Regions from separate parts of the Mus musculus genome. Here all the other regions are linked to region 3. Evidence: chromatin contacts called from public ChIA-PET data. All regions are on one chromosome and are shown on one strand. The core of a region is the stretch at or near the end of the contact, and the rest is flanking DNA. Distances in the headings are between cores, read along the strand shown. Region 1 holds the start of Dennd2c (DENN/MADD domain containing 2C). Region 2 holds the start of Sike1 (suppressor of IKBKE 1). Region 3 has its middle 42 kb from the start of Gm25869.

Evidence for each region. ChIA-PET counts read pairs in DNA pulled down with a chosen protein or histone mark.
Region 1: a contact with region 3 is called in an RNA polymerase II ChIA-PET map of memory CD8 T cells, with 123 read pairs. The contact joins the promoter of Dennd2c here to the enhancer-like site in region 3. A contact is called at or near these places in 9 of 39 promoter capture datasets (3T3-L1-derived adipocytes, the C10 cell line, the HPC-7 cell line and 5 more), 1 of 15 datasets of contacts at CTCF or cohesin (pro-B cells), 27 of 484 Hi-C or Micro-C datasets (B cells, CD4 T cells, CD8 T cells and 15 more), 9 of 115 datasets of contacts at active chromatin or transcription factors (T-cell acute lymphoblastic leukemia, effector CD8 T cells, embryonic stem cells and 4 more) and 2 of 9 other capture datasets (adipose tissue and liver).
Region 2: a contact with region 3 is called in an RNA polymerase II ChIA-PET map of memory CD8 T cells, with 49 read pairs. The contact joins the promoter of Sike1 here to the enhancer-like site in region 3. A contact is called at or near these places in 2 of 484 Hi-C or Micro-C datasets (embryonic stem cells and regulatory T cells), 2 of 115 datasets of contacts at active chromatin or transcription factors (embryonic stem cells and memory CD8 T cells) and 2 of 9 other capture datasets (adipose tissue and liver).

What each region holds. Positions count from the first base shown.
Region 1 is chr3:103,100,001-103,104,100 of GRCm38.p6, forward strand. It overlaps Dennd2c (DENN/MADD domain containing 2C), which reads left to right and starts at 2,659. Exons shown (of 19, transcript NM_001384113.1): 1 at 2,659-2,738.
Region 2 is chr3:102,993,738-102,997,521 of GRCm38.p6, forward strand. It overlaps Sike1 (suppressor of IKBKE 1), which reads left to right and starts at 2,003. Exons shown (of 5, transcript NM_025679.3): 1 at 2,003-2,230; 2 at 2,419-2,524; 3 at 3,506-3,648. The coding sequence starts at 2,072.
Region 3 is chr3:103,383,840-103,387,843 of GRCm38.p6, forward strand. No RefSeq gene overlaps it. Among named protein-coding and RNA genes, the nearest start is that of Gm25869, 42 kb to the right of the region's middle. Within about 2 kb of position 2,257, at least 61 of the 459 cell types and tissues checked have an H3K27ac peak or open chromatin away from gene starts, as enhancers often do. A contact at or near this core is called in CD8 T cells, T-cell acute lymphoblastic leukemia, Th1 cells and 4 more, where this site is marked.

The DNA.
Region 1 (4,100 bases), core at 1,409-3,908, 280 kb before region 3:
CAAGTACTGTATTAAGCCTTCCATTGATACTCTTTTACTCGGTTCCTGTCACACCTTTGTACAGTAGATATAATTTCTATTTTGGGGATAATGAGCCAATGTAAGGTAGATGATGCCCTCAGGACACTCTTCATGTAGGGCAGCTGCGGGAACAAAGTTTGTGTGACTCCAGAGTCTGCACAACCTTCAGGCAGGACAGTTATCAGAAGAAGCCAAGGACATAAGCCACTGGCTTAATGCTAAGAAGATGGGCTTTGGGACTCAGAGACTAGAAGAGAGTTAAAGCACCTGGAACCATTTAAAAGTTTTTTGACAAAGCATAAGTCAACCATGGCTTTCTTAGGTAAGGCCAGACCAGTTATATGAAAGCTTAGAAAATAAGCACTTAGCCGGGCGTAGTGGCGCACGCCTTTAATCTCAGCACTCGGGAGGTAGAGGCAGGCAGATTTCTGAGTTCGAGGCCAGCCTGGTCTACAGAGTGAGTTTCAGGACAGCCAGGACTATACAGAGAAACCCTGTTGGACCACCCCCCCCCCAAAAAAAAAAGAAAAGAAATAAAGAAAGAAAATGAGCACTTGTGAGCAGTACTGAGGGAAGAGCTATCCTAGTGGGGGAGTCTTAGCTTGCTGAAGCAGGAGACCTCTGAAACGTGTTAGAAATATCCCTACTAGGTACAGTGGTGCATGTCTTCAGTCCCACACTCTGGAGGCAGAGGCTCTGAGCTTAAATAAGCCTGTTTTACATAGTGAGTTCCAGGACAGACAAAGCTACATAGTGAGGCCCCATCTATAGATAGATAGACAGACAGACAGGAAGACAGACGAGAGAGGGGAAAGAAGGAAAGAGGGAGAGGGGGAGGGGGAGGGGAGGGAGAGTACTTCCTGTTAGGAGATGCTCCAGCTATCCAGATTATATTTGCTCACACACAACTGTGTTGCCATCTAGTGGTTGGGTTGATAATTCACTGTTTATTAAAAAGGGGGTTATGGACTAAACATAAAGATTTTTTTTTTTTTTGGACACCAAAAGTATAAGAAAGATTTCATTCTACTTTCAAGTTTTTCACCCCTGAGGTTGTGAGATGTGTGGAGAGCACATCCCTCAAGACTTATCACAATGAAATTCGAGCAAATTCCTGAGTGTTTTCACTTTCTGCACAGGTAGCCGTGAGCTTAGGTGTGCCCCTTGGGACGTGCTCATACTAGCTGTGGGGTAAGACTCCTCTTCCCCATTCTTGAAGTTCAAATTGCTTTTCGGGGAATATTTATCAAGGACCTGATTTTATTTCATGTTGGCTTCCTAGTCACTAAAATAATACAAATTACTATGTATTATCTTCAGACTTAAAGGACACCTCTCACCATTAGGTGTAGCTCCATCCTACCCATGAGAGGGCAGTAGAACACATGCATGTTAATTAACGTTCATCTTGGAATTCAAATCTTCATCCTGCTAAAGAATCTTCGTGGATGCAAACTTCAAAATGTAAATCTTAAAAACGCTGTTTTAGTCCCGAATTTCACCTTGTACAACTATCTGTGATACTTTCCAAACAGACTAGATTAAATGCCACTTGTGTTGGCTCAGGACTATGCTTGCACCCCAGAAGCAGGGGTAGGAGGATAAGAAGTTTGAAAAATAATAAAGAACACACATGTCTACATTTAAAGACATACACATTAGGTAAGGGATCAATGGAGTTTGCAATGTATTCCAAACCATATTTACATTTATTTCCTCACTGGAGTATTTTAAAGGAATTGTCAATACTTCTCCCTCAGGTAGAAAGTAATCCTTTTACTGTCCCCACCTCATGTCCCCACCTCATAGCTTCACAAGGGATTGGGACTTTTTTTTTTTTTTCCAAGTCTTGGTTGAGTTGGCTGGTGACAGTCATCCGCGATGTGTAATTAAACACCTCTCTGTGGCAGTCTTCTATTTTGGTACCTCTGTGTGAACAAGCCAGGGAAGTTTGGTTACCAGACACAAGGTCGGATGGAGTGGGTGGGGTGGAGTGGGGCGGGGCGCGGTGAGGTGGGGCAGTTAGATCGTGCTGGGAAATAGGTTCCACTCATCCCAGTCTCGCAGAGTGAAACTGGGCTATTCTTGCAGCAGGCACAGAGCCATGTGCATACCTGAGCAAGATCGTGTGGTAGGGAGAATTTAAGCGTGAGTCTCAAGTGGGTGTGGCAACCCAGTCGGCACCCGGACTAGGCACCAAAGGCATCCGGCTTGTGATTCCAAACCCGGGGCCAGGTGCGTTATTGGCATCTCTTTACTAGCTGGCATTCCCGATGAATGTTTGCTCCCTGAGCTGCTTTGGGGTTTTCTTAAAGAAGTTGCTGTTTGGCTCCTCTGGTTCTACTAGGCTCTGCCTTGCTGTAAAGGTCTGTCTCGTGTAGTCGCACAGACCGTAGATCCGGAGATAGAGCTTTGGCTCCAGGCCTGGGCAGGGGCTGCACCGTGGAACCAGCGCGGTGCAGCGCACACTGGTACCCCAGCGCTGGGGGCGGAGAGACCGCCTGGCGTGGGTTCCGAGCCTTGAGGAGAGCCCTGGAAGGACAGAGCCTTACTGGGTGAGCTCGGGGGCGTGCCCAGGCAAAAGAGGGCGTGTCTTAGCCTGGAGGGCGGGGACTGCGGAACCTGTGGGGGCGGGACGAAGATGTGGGCGCTGGATCCCAGAGGCCACCGACGCGAGTCTGGGATCCCTGCGCGAGGCGGCGTCGCGGCCCAGGCAGGTAGGCGACGGGATGCAGCGAGGGAGTGGGGCCATGGGGCCTCTGCCGCTCAGCTGTTGGCGTCGCCCCATGGCGTCCCGTGTGTTCGTGGTCAGCCGAGAGCTGGGTACCTCGGGCCAGGGGAAGGCGGGTGTCAGCCTGCGAGCCGCGGGCGCGGTCGGGGGTGCAGGGCCGGGGAGCCCAGGCGCTCGCCGCCGCGAGGAAACGCGCCTATCAGGCGGTCTTGAACTTGGACGTGCCCGGACGGAGCACTTCAGACAAGCGGTAAAGCGTGTGTTCGCGCGCTTTGCTTCGGAACTACGGGGCAGGCACGATAGAGGAAGTCGTCAAGTAGTTTTTTAAGATAAAATTCCTACAGTGGGACTGGAGTAGGACTGTGGAGTAACCAGGAGAGAAGATGATGATTAGATTGTGAGTCAAAAGGCTTCGCTCTGGAGCTCAGAGCCGCAAACAAACCGTCACACCTCCGTCAGGGTTAACTCTAAGAGGTGTGTGTCCCCGGAGTGCAAAACTGGGACGCTCATGGGTTCTCATGTTCTGAGAGGAATGACAGTGTTCTACAAATGTCAGGCATTGTTGTTTGATACACACACACATGCACCCCGGAGCATGTGTAGTTTGTAAAACTACTAAGTGCCTAGTACAGTAGGCACCCTGGTAAACCTTTATCCCAAAGCTACTACTGATTCGCCTGTATTGTTAGAGAAAGTTCTAACTTCTGTTTACTATGTAAATAAGTTATCTAAGCGTCATTTCCACATAATCACCATTGTTTGAAGAGCAGAGCTATTCTTAACTGAGTCATGACATTTTCTAAAATAGCATGCTATCTGTATACCGTAGTGCAATCATTTACCATGAAGCTTGTACCAATCAGAAAATCTGTTACTTTGCCTTAGATTAGCTGAAGGTATTTCATAAAGTGAGCTGAGAGTACTGCCTCAAAACAAGACTTTTATTTTGCAAATTCAGGGGCTGCTTATAAAAAGATCTGAGTTCTCTAAAACAAAGTTAATGTGTGGCTGTGGCATTTGTACAGTTTTTATTATAGACATTTGTGTTCTCTACTTGTGTGTGTGTGTGTGTGTGTGTGTGTGTGTGTGTGTGTGTGTGTATTTTAGGGAGAGATGGGAAATTTAAAAAGGAATAGCAGTCTGTAACCATGAGGTTTCTACTAGGGATACGTAAGAGTGATCTGGAGTATTTTCAAAGACAGAAACCAGCAACTGTAGTAATTGTGTCTCAAGGCCTCTTGTTAGTCTGTTAAATGTGGCAATTGACTTTTTTTAGATGCAGAAATATCAGTGTTTTTGATTGAGAACAGTAGGCAATTTCTTTCCTTTTCTTATTTAAAATTTAAAA
Region 2 (3,784 bases), core at 753-3,252, 390 kb before region 3:
TAGAACTCACTCTAAAGACCAGGCTGGCCTCAAATAAGAGATCTGATTGCCTCTGCTTCCTGAGTGTTGAGATCAAAGGTGTGCACAACCTCCCAGCTGTGGTTTATACTGTAGAATTAAAAGTCTAGTGTATCACTGCCTTTTGTCCCCACATATTTCCACAAGCCCTGCCCCTTCTATACTCCTATTTATGGTCATCCCAAGACAATAAAGACCAGTAAAAAATGATGTAGAGTTCTATGCACTAGAGAGCTGTAGTTCTTGGGTGTGTGGCACTGCATGAGGGAACTGGCATTTCAGTTGTGTGTCATTGTATCCCTAGGTATCACCCTAACAGCCACTGCCACACTACACAGTGTGTTCTTCAGTAGTTTTGCTTACAGTCCCAGAGTTCTACAATCTGCACAATCTAACCTTAAAGCATTTTCAGCATCCCAAAACACCATAGCTTCATTTTGAGACCCAAAGTACTAGTCTCTCTCTTTTCTCCTCTCTTCTCTTTCACTCTTTCATCTCTCTTCTCTCTTCTCTCTCTCTCTCTCTCTCTCTCTCTCTCTCTCTCTCTCTCTCTCTATCTCTCTGTGTTTCTCTGCACACTTGCACATGCACCAAGTCCTTGAGACAAGACCAAGGGCCCAACAGCTACAATCCAATATATAAATGTAAGGAATTAAGAGTTAAAGAATACCAGGGAGACAAGGGGGGGAAACTAAGTGAAATGTTAGAAACAAATAAACTAGCCTGTTCACAGTTGGGTATTCTCATGCACGGTGGCTGGGAGCATCAGGAGAGGCCCCTCCCTTCTCACCTGAGACTTATACTGCTGGCAACCGAAAACTTGTCCCCACTTCAGCCCTTCCTAATGTCCTAACCTATGCCCACATGCCTTAGGTAAGTTTATTTGGGCTACCAGTACAACCTTCAAGTGTCCCCCAATTTCTCCAGAACTGAGGGGATCTTTACCCCTTAATGTCCAGCTCACATAATCTGAGCCCTCATCCTGTGTGACTTCAAGGGGGTTGTGTACTCCTCAAGTATTTCTAAGAGTCCTGGGAAACGCTCCTCACAAAACGTTTGCAAATATATCCTGGTCTTTGTTGTAAACTTATTCGAGGCTATTATTCTGTTTTCCCAAAGTTGTTTTCCTTCCGAATGAAAATTATTTCATCTTCCCAGAGGCAACCTCTTAACACAGTTTTGTAAGTGTAAAATTTTTACAATAGGCATTTCCCCAAATCACAAAAGTACACCAAACATCACGTGTTTCTAAACTTTACATCTGAACTCAAGATAAAAGAGACTGTAGGACAGGGAAAATGATTCTTTAAAACACAGCATTACTACTATTCTACTGTCCTAGACTCTTTTGGACAAAAATATTTTAGGAAAGAATTCCCTGTCAGCCACCGTACTCGTTAAACACAGTCAGCCATAGTGCTGTAGAATAGCAGAATAGCTCCCAAATCAAAAGGCTTCCAACATTGCACTAAGGAAAGATTTTCCTTTGTGTATGTGCACACGCGTGTGCATCTAACTGATTGCATACACAAGTGCAGTTGTGGAAGTCAAAGGACAACCTCAGATGTCATTCCCAGACACTGCTCACCGTTTAAAGGAAGAAGGGAGGGAAGGAAAAAAGGAAAAGGGGGAGGTGAGGAGAAAGAAGAGAAGAAATGGAAGGAGGGAGGGAGGAAAGGAGAGGTTCCGGTGTATTTTACCACTTATTGGGGGTGAGTATCTGTTTCATCAGTTTGTTACAATCCCATTACTAAATAACAAACTACATCAATCAAAACCAGAAGAAAAGTTGAACTAAGACCGGAACAGAAATAACTTCGTGAAAAACCAGGATGTGGCACCAATCCGACCTCTGCTGCTCCACCCTAGAAAGGCTAAGGCTGTGGCGAAGCCTGAGGGTAACCAAGAGTCCACCTCTGCGCAGGCGCCGACCGAGATGCCACCACGCCTTTAAAGTGCACCCGGAAGTGACGCGATTCGCGCTGAGCCAGGGCCGGGTAAGGTCTGAGCGAAGCGCCTAGGCTAGCGGGCCCGGCGCGCCTCCTCGGCCACTATGAGCTGCACGATCGAGAAGATCTTGACGGACGCCAAGACGCTGCTGGAGCGGCTGCGCGAGCACGATGCGGCGGCCGAGTCGCTGGTGGACCAGTCGGCTGCGCTGCACCGGCGGGTGGCGGCGATGCGGGAGGCGGGCGCCGTGTTACCCGAGCAGGTCGGCCGGGGGCCGAGCCGCGCCCAGGGGTGGACGCTGCGGGCGGGTGGGTGGGGTCGCGCGGCCTGATTTATCTTGGTCTGGAGGGCAGGGCGGATGTGTGAGCTTCCTGTGTCGTGGGTGGGACTGCTGCCTCCTCCGCAGCACCTGCCCATGTTTACAGTGCCTTAGTCTGTCTTTCTGTCCAGTATCAAGAGGATGCATCCGACGTGAAGGACATGTCTAAATATAAACCTCACATTCTGCTGTCTCAAGAGAATACCCAGATTAGAGACTTACAGCAGGAAAACAGAGGTTAGTCAGGCGTGTGTGTGTGTGTGTGTGTGTGTGTGTCTAGGATTTTTTTTTTCTGGTAATACTACTTTGGACATTCTTACACAAGTGCCTGAACAGTTCACAAGCGTGCACATCGCATACATATATTTAGATCAGTGCTTCAAGGGTCAACTGGTAACAGTAAAATCTGTTAGATTGCTCTTTTAAAAGTCTTCCTGGTTGATGACCTTGAAAGATGTATTCAGTAGTTTAGCAGAGTTGAATTGTTAGATGGCTGGGGAGTGACCACATACCAAATGGAGGCTTCTATAACTAAAGTTCATAGTCTCCAAATGTAACATTTCGATATTAGAGTGAACACTAAAGTTAAGATCGACGTTTCTTTAATGTTCCTGTGCAAGATGGAAGGCTAGAACTTCGTCCCCCAAATACATAGTCTTAGGGTTGTTGATGACAGCAGGATGGTAGTTGTCTGATGGAGCCCTTTTACATCTGCCATTCCACTCTATGCCCCTGACCAAGTATTTACACAATGCAGCTAAGAAACAGGTTCACAGACACCAGTTGGAACCAGCCAGAAGGCCTGAACTGCCAAGCTGGAGGATCTGAGGCCATTCCAAGGGCCTACGTGGTTTAAGGAGAGAACTGACTCCTGGGGGTTCTTCTCTGACCCGACATGTGCCGTGGTTCACACAAATCAACAAAATGTAGTTTTTTTTTTTTAATTTTAATGAGCTCATTTTTGCTTCTGAGAAGTCAATTAGAAAACTGAATTCAAATCCGTGCCTCGTGATTACACGTCCCATTTTATTTGCACAAGACTCTACTGCCTAGAGAGTTGGTTTTCAGGTACACTGTTCACGTCTGTGGGCTTGAATACTGATTTCCAACTTTGGATTCCCAGTGTCCCGTGGAGTGTCTGAGAGCTCCAGCTGTTAGGAGGTTTGCCTTGAGACCAGTCTTAGACGTCATTGTCCAGATGTTTGCTTTTGTTGTTAGAACTGTGGGTTTCCTTGGAGGAGCACCAGGATGCGTTGGAACTGATCATGAGCAAGTACCGGAAACAGATGTTACAGTTAATGGTCGCTAAGAAAGCCGTGGATGCCGAACCAGTTCTGAAAGCTCACCAGTCTCACTCTGCAGTAAGAAACACTGATAAATAAATTGTAAATAAACTGAACTGAAATCGTGGGGTCGTTCCTTTGTTTGCAGAAAACAGTGTTCCTCTTTCTGCATATTTTCATAATCACTCTGAATTTGGCTGTGGCTTTGTGAAGA
Region 3 (4,004 bases), core at 1,007-3,506:
AGGACTGTGTGCAGAGTCAGGGGTGTTTTCAGACAGGATTGGCTGTGGCGCTGGAGGAGAGTCTTAGCATTTTTAAGCTACACTGGCTTTCCACACAGTAGTTTTTTTTTTGTTTTGTTTTTTTTTTTTTTTTTTTTTTTAAGATGTTTTCACTGGCTCCCCACACAGTGGGTGTTTGTTTCAGACAGGGGTGTTCTTTTTGAACAACAGAACCTAGGAATCTTCTCTGATTCAAGGTCCCTTTTCCCCATGTCAGTCTTGTCTTTGCTCCTCTCGACATAACAAGGCTGCTTACTGGGGAAACAAATAAAAAAAAAAAAACCTCAGGCTGTACCTAAATTATTTTAAAGATCATTAAATGAAACTGACAATGAGGAGATCACACTTGATAAAATCTGTCAGACTAAAAATTAACTGAAGAATACATTTACATCACCAACAGACAATTGGATTAGAAAAATAAAAATAAAAAAAGATAACAAAAGGAAAGTTCCCGCTGCGGTTCTGTAGTTGCTGGGATAGAAGGACCTGGCTCACAGTCAGCCATCTTTACGATGTATAATCTAAATGGGATAATTGTTAATGAAAAGAATTTCAAGAATATGATGATGGCTAGTGGGAAACCTTGGAAGATTTCAACTGCTCAGAAAATAGATCAAGCAATGAAGTTGAGGGCCGAGGAAATGGCTCGGAGGTTCACATGTTAGTCACAAAAAATGTGAGGACCAGCGTTCAGATTCCCCCAAACCCACATAAAAGCTGGGCCGGCATGGTGGCTCTTCTGTGATTCCAGCCATGGAAGGTGGGCACAAGGGATCCCCCAAAGCTAGCTGACTAGCAAGAATTAGCTGTCTGGGAGCGCTCTGGGTTTGATTGAGATACCCTGCCTTGTAGGACAGCAATGGAGGCTGGCTCCTGCCATCAACCTCGAATCTCTACACAAACCTCCACACATGCACCCACACATGCAAATTTACACACATACAGGCAAAACATGCATATATACATATGCGCTCCACACACATATGAAAATAGAAAACAATAGAAGAATGAGAAGAAATGAAGTTGACTCAAAGACATTTCCCACGTCTGTGATCTCCACTCCCTGTCACTCTTTCTCCTTACAGCGCTCAGGGCATGTGTGAAAGGCACTGACCTACTTTGTGCCTTATTCACAAACAGAATAACTCCAGTTTCAGATAGTGAGCTTTGAACTGCGTTTCTTGGTATTCAAGTCTCTTCACTTCCTGTGTCTTCCATTGGCTGTTCCTCCCCCTGCCCCCACCAAGGCACACCCCCAGCTCCCACTACTCCCCTTTATAGATTCCCCCACCCCAGTCTCCTCCTTCCCAGGGGTTCTCTCTGCAGCTTACTTCATATCCACACAGGCACAACTTCAAACCGCATCTGTGCTGACTGCCCCAGTGGCGCTTCTTATCTAAGCAGCGGCAGCAGCAGGCTGGGTGACCAAGGCAGCAAAAAGAATTTAATGGAATGATATTAGGTCTGTCCAGAATTGGCAGGCAAGCTGGAGACCAGGCTAGGAGAATGCACAGGAGTGTGGGGGAAGCACAATGGTTAGACACTTCTCCAGGGACATACCACAAGGGCCAGCTGGTCAGGACCTGCTGGTCCCTCAATGAACACACTGCCTCCCATCTTGGGCCACACTAGAGTGGCTGGGTGGAACCTGAGCTGTCCCTATGTCTCTGTGTCACATCCTGAAATGCTATGGGTACAGAGTCGGGGGGAGAACGGGCCTTGGCGGAAGGAGGGGCTCTTCCTCTTGCCCTCCATCCTGTGGCAAATTCTTCATACACAGGAAGAAGGTTCAGGGGCTGACACCTACCACATCTAAGATGTTTACCAGTTGACCTACCCCACAGAGGCTGTCTCAACTCCATTTTAGGCAAAGAGACTGCCTGGTTCATAGTCCCAAGATTTGTCAGGCCAGGCTAGTATTGTCTTAGACTTAGGTCTTTTTGGTTCTGCTTGGTCCCAGCTGCCACCCATTGAGTCTGAACATAGATTTCTAAGCCTGAGGACTCTGGCCCTGGCTTAAAGACCTTTGTGCATCATGATCTGCTCCTCCTCCTACCCACCCACAATTTAATGGTGCTTATCTTGAGGGGTAGGTGGTGGGGAGGGAGTGGTGGGCAGAAGTCAGCACCTTAGCTCATTTTGGCCAGGGTGGGGTGGTGGCGATGGTGGTGGCTGTTGTTTTGCACAGAGACTTTGAAGAGGTTTGAGTCAGTCTATAGACATAGGACAACTCCCTGCTCTCAGACAGTCCTCCTACATAACATAACATAGCTAACATAACATACATAACAGCTAAGCGATTAGATGTACTTATCTAAGGCTGGAGGCTCCCCACTCCCTTCTATGGCATGTGCCTTACACACACACACACACACACACACACACACACACACACACACACACACACCACACCACACACTCTGGTCTAGGCAGAGAAAATACTGTCCTCAGAAGAGCTTCTCTCCCACCATCTTTGCAGTCTGGCTGGCTTTCTTCCAGAACCATCTTTCTTTAGCTTTTAGTTTATTTTATGTATGTGGGCGTTGCCTGCATGTGTGCCTATGTACCGTGTGTATACATGCAGTGACTTCGGAGGCCAGAAGAGGGCATCAGCTGCTAGAACTGGAGTTCTAGATGGTTGAGAGTCACCTAATATTCTAGGTTGACCTCACTTAAGACTCTGTCTCACTCAGCTTCCTGAGGGCTGGCATTGCAGGCACAAGCCTGGCTCAGACAGTCTTTTGATGGGCCTTTAACTTTTCTTGTAATAACAAGCTCAGAGTTCTGCTTCCCGGCCACATTGGTGTCTGACTGTCTTTAGAAACCTGTAAAGCAGTGAGTGACAGAGCAGAGACTGCGCTCTTTCACAAGGACGCATGCGCAGGGAGTGACCGAGAAGAGACTGAGTGCTCCCACAAGGACGCATGCGCAGGAAGTGACAGAACTTTAGTCAGAAGCGAACGCAGAGGACACAGGTGTTTCAACGTTCAGGAAGTTTGAGTCCTTCAGATCTTGTTAAGTGTCCTTACAGTAGACTCTGGAGTCACAGTCTTCCCTGAACCACGTGACCCACTATCACCGCAGCTGGAAGGCGGGGTGGGTATCAATTCAACAGGTGTTGAAGCCTGGCTGTGCTTGAAGAGGTTGGTTTTGCTCATTATTGGAAAATCTCCGGGTGGGAAAAGAGAGGCTTAAACTTCTCGTTTTTTCATCTATCCAGTCTTCGTAGGAGAAGTCACACTCACAACAGCTCCTGTGACTCCTGCTTTTCATTTTGCTCTGTGTGAGTAGCAATATGGCCTTCAACGTTTTGCCTGAATGAGGTTTTTTTATTCCAGGTGACTCTAAGTGATAATTTAATTTTAGCAATTTACCACCCAGGGCCAGCAGCTGCCAGATTCCTTGAATCTTAGCTGGATTTTACTGCCTTGTTCTCTAAAATCCAATCTTCCAGCCAGCCCTCCAATTCCCTGTAGCCCTTGTTGATTCTTTACTATTTGGGTCCTTGAGTACACACATCAGAGACCAGCCGTGGATGACTTAATTAGGGAAGGAGCTGTCTTAGGGAAGCCTTGGACAGTACATGGCGTCTACAGACCTAGCCAGCCAGGCTTCGAAAACGAACAGGAGCTGGGAGTGGTGGCACACTCAGGAGGCAGAGGCAGGCAATCTCTGAGTTTGGGGACATCCTGGATTACAGAGTGAGTTCCAGGACAGCCAGGGCTACAGAGGGAAACCCTGTCTAGAAAAACCAAAAACCAACCCCCCCCCCCGCCTGCCCCGCCAATCCAAACCCAACCCAAACCCAAAACCAACCAACCCCCCCCCCCCATAACAAAACAAAACAAAACAAAACAAACAAACAGCAACCAATGACACTTAGGACATTACAATTTTAGCTGGGTGATAGTTGTACCTGTCTTTAATTTCAGCATTTGGGAGGCAGAGCTAGGCAGATCTGA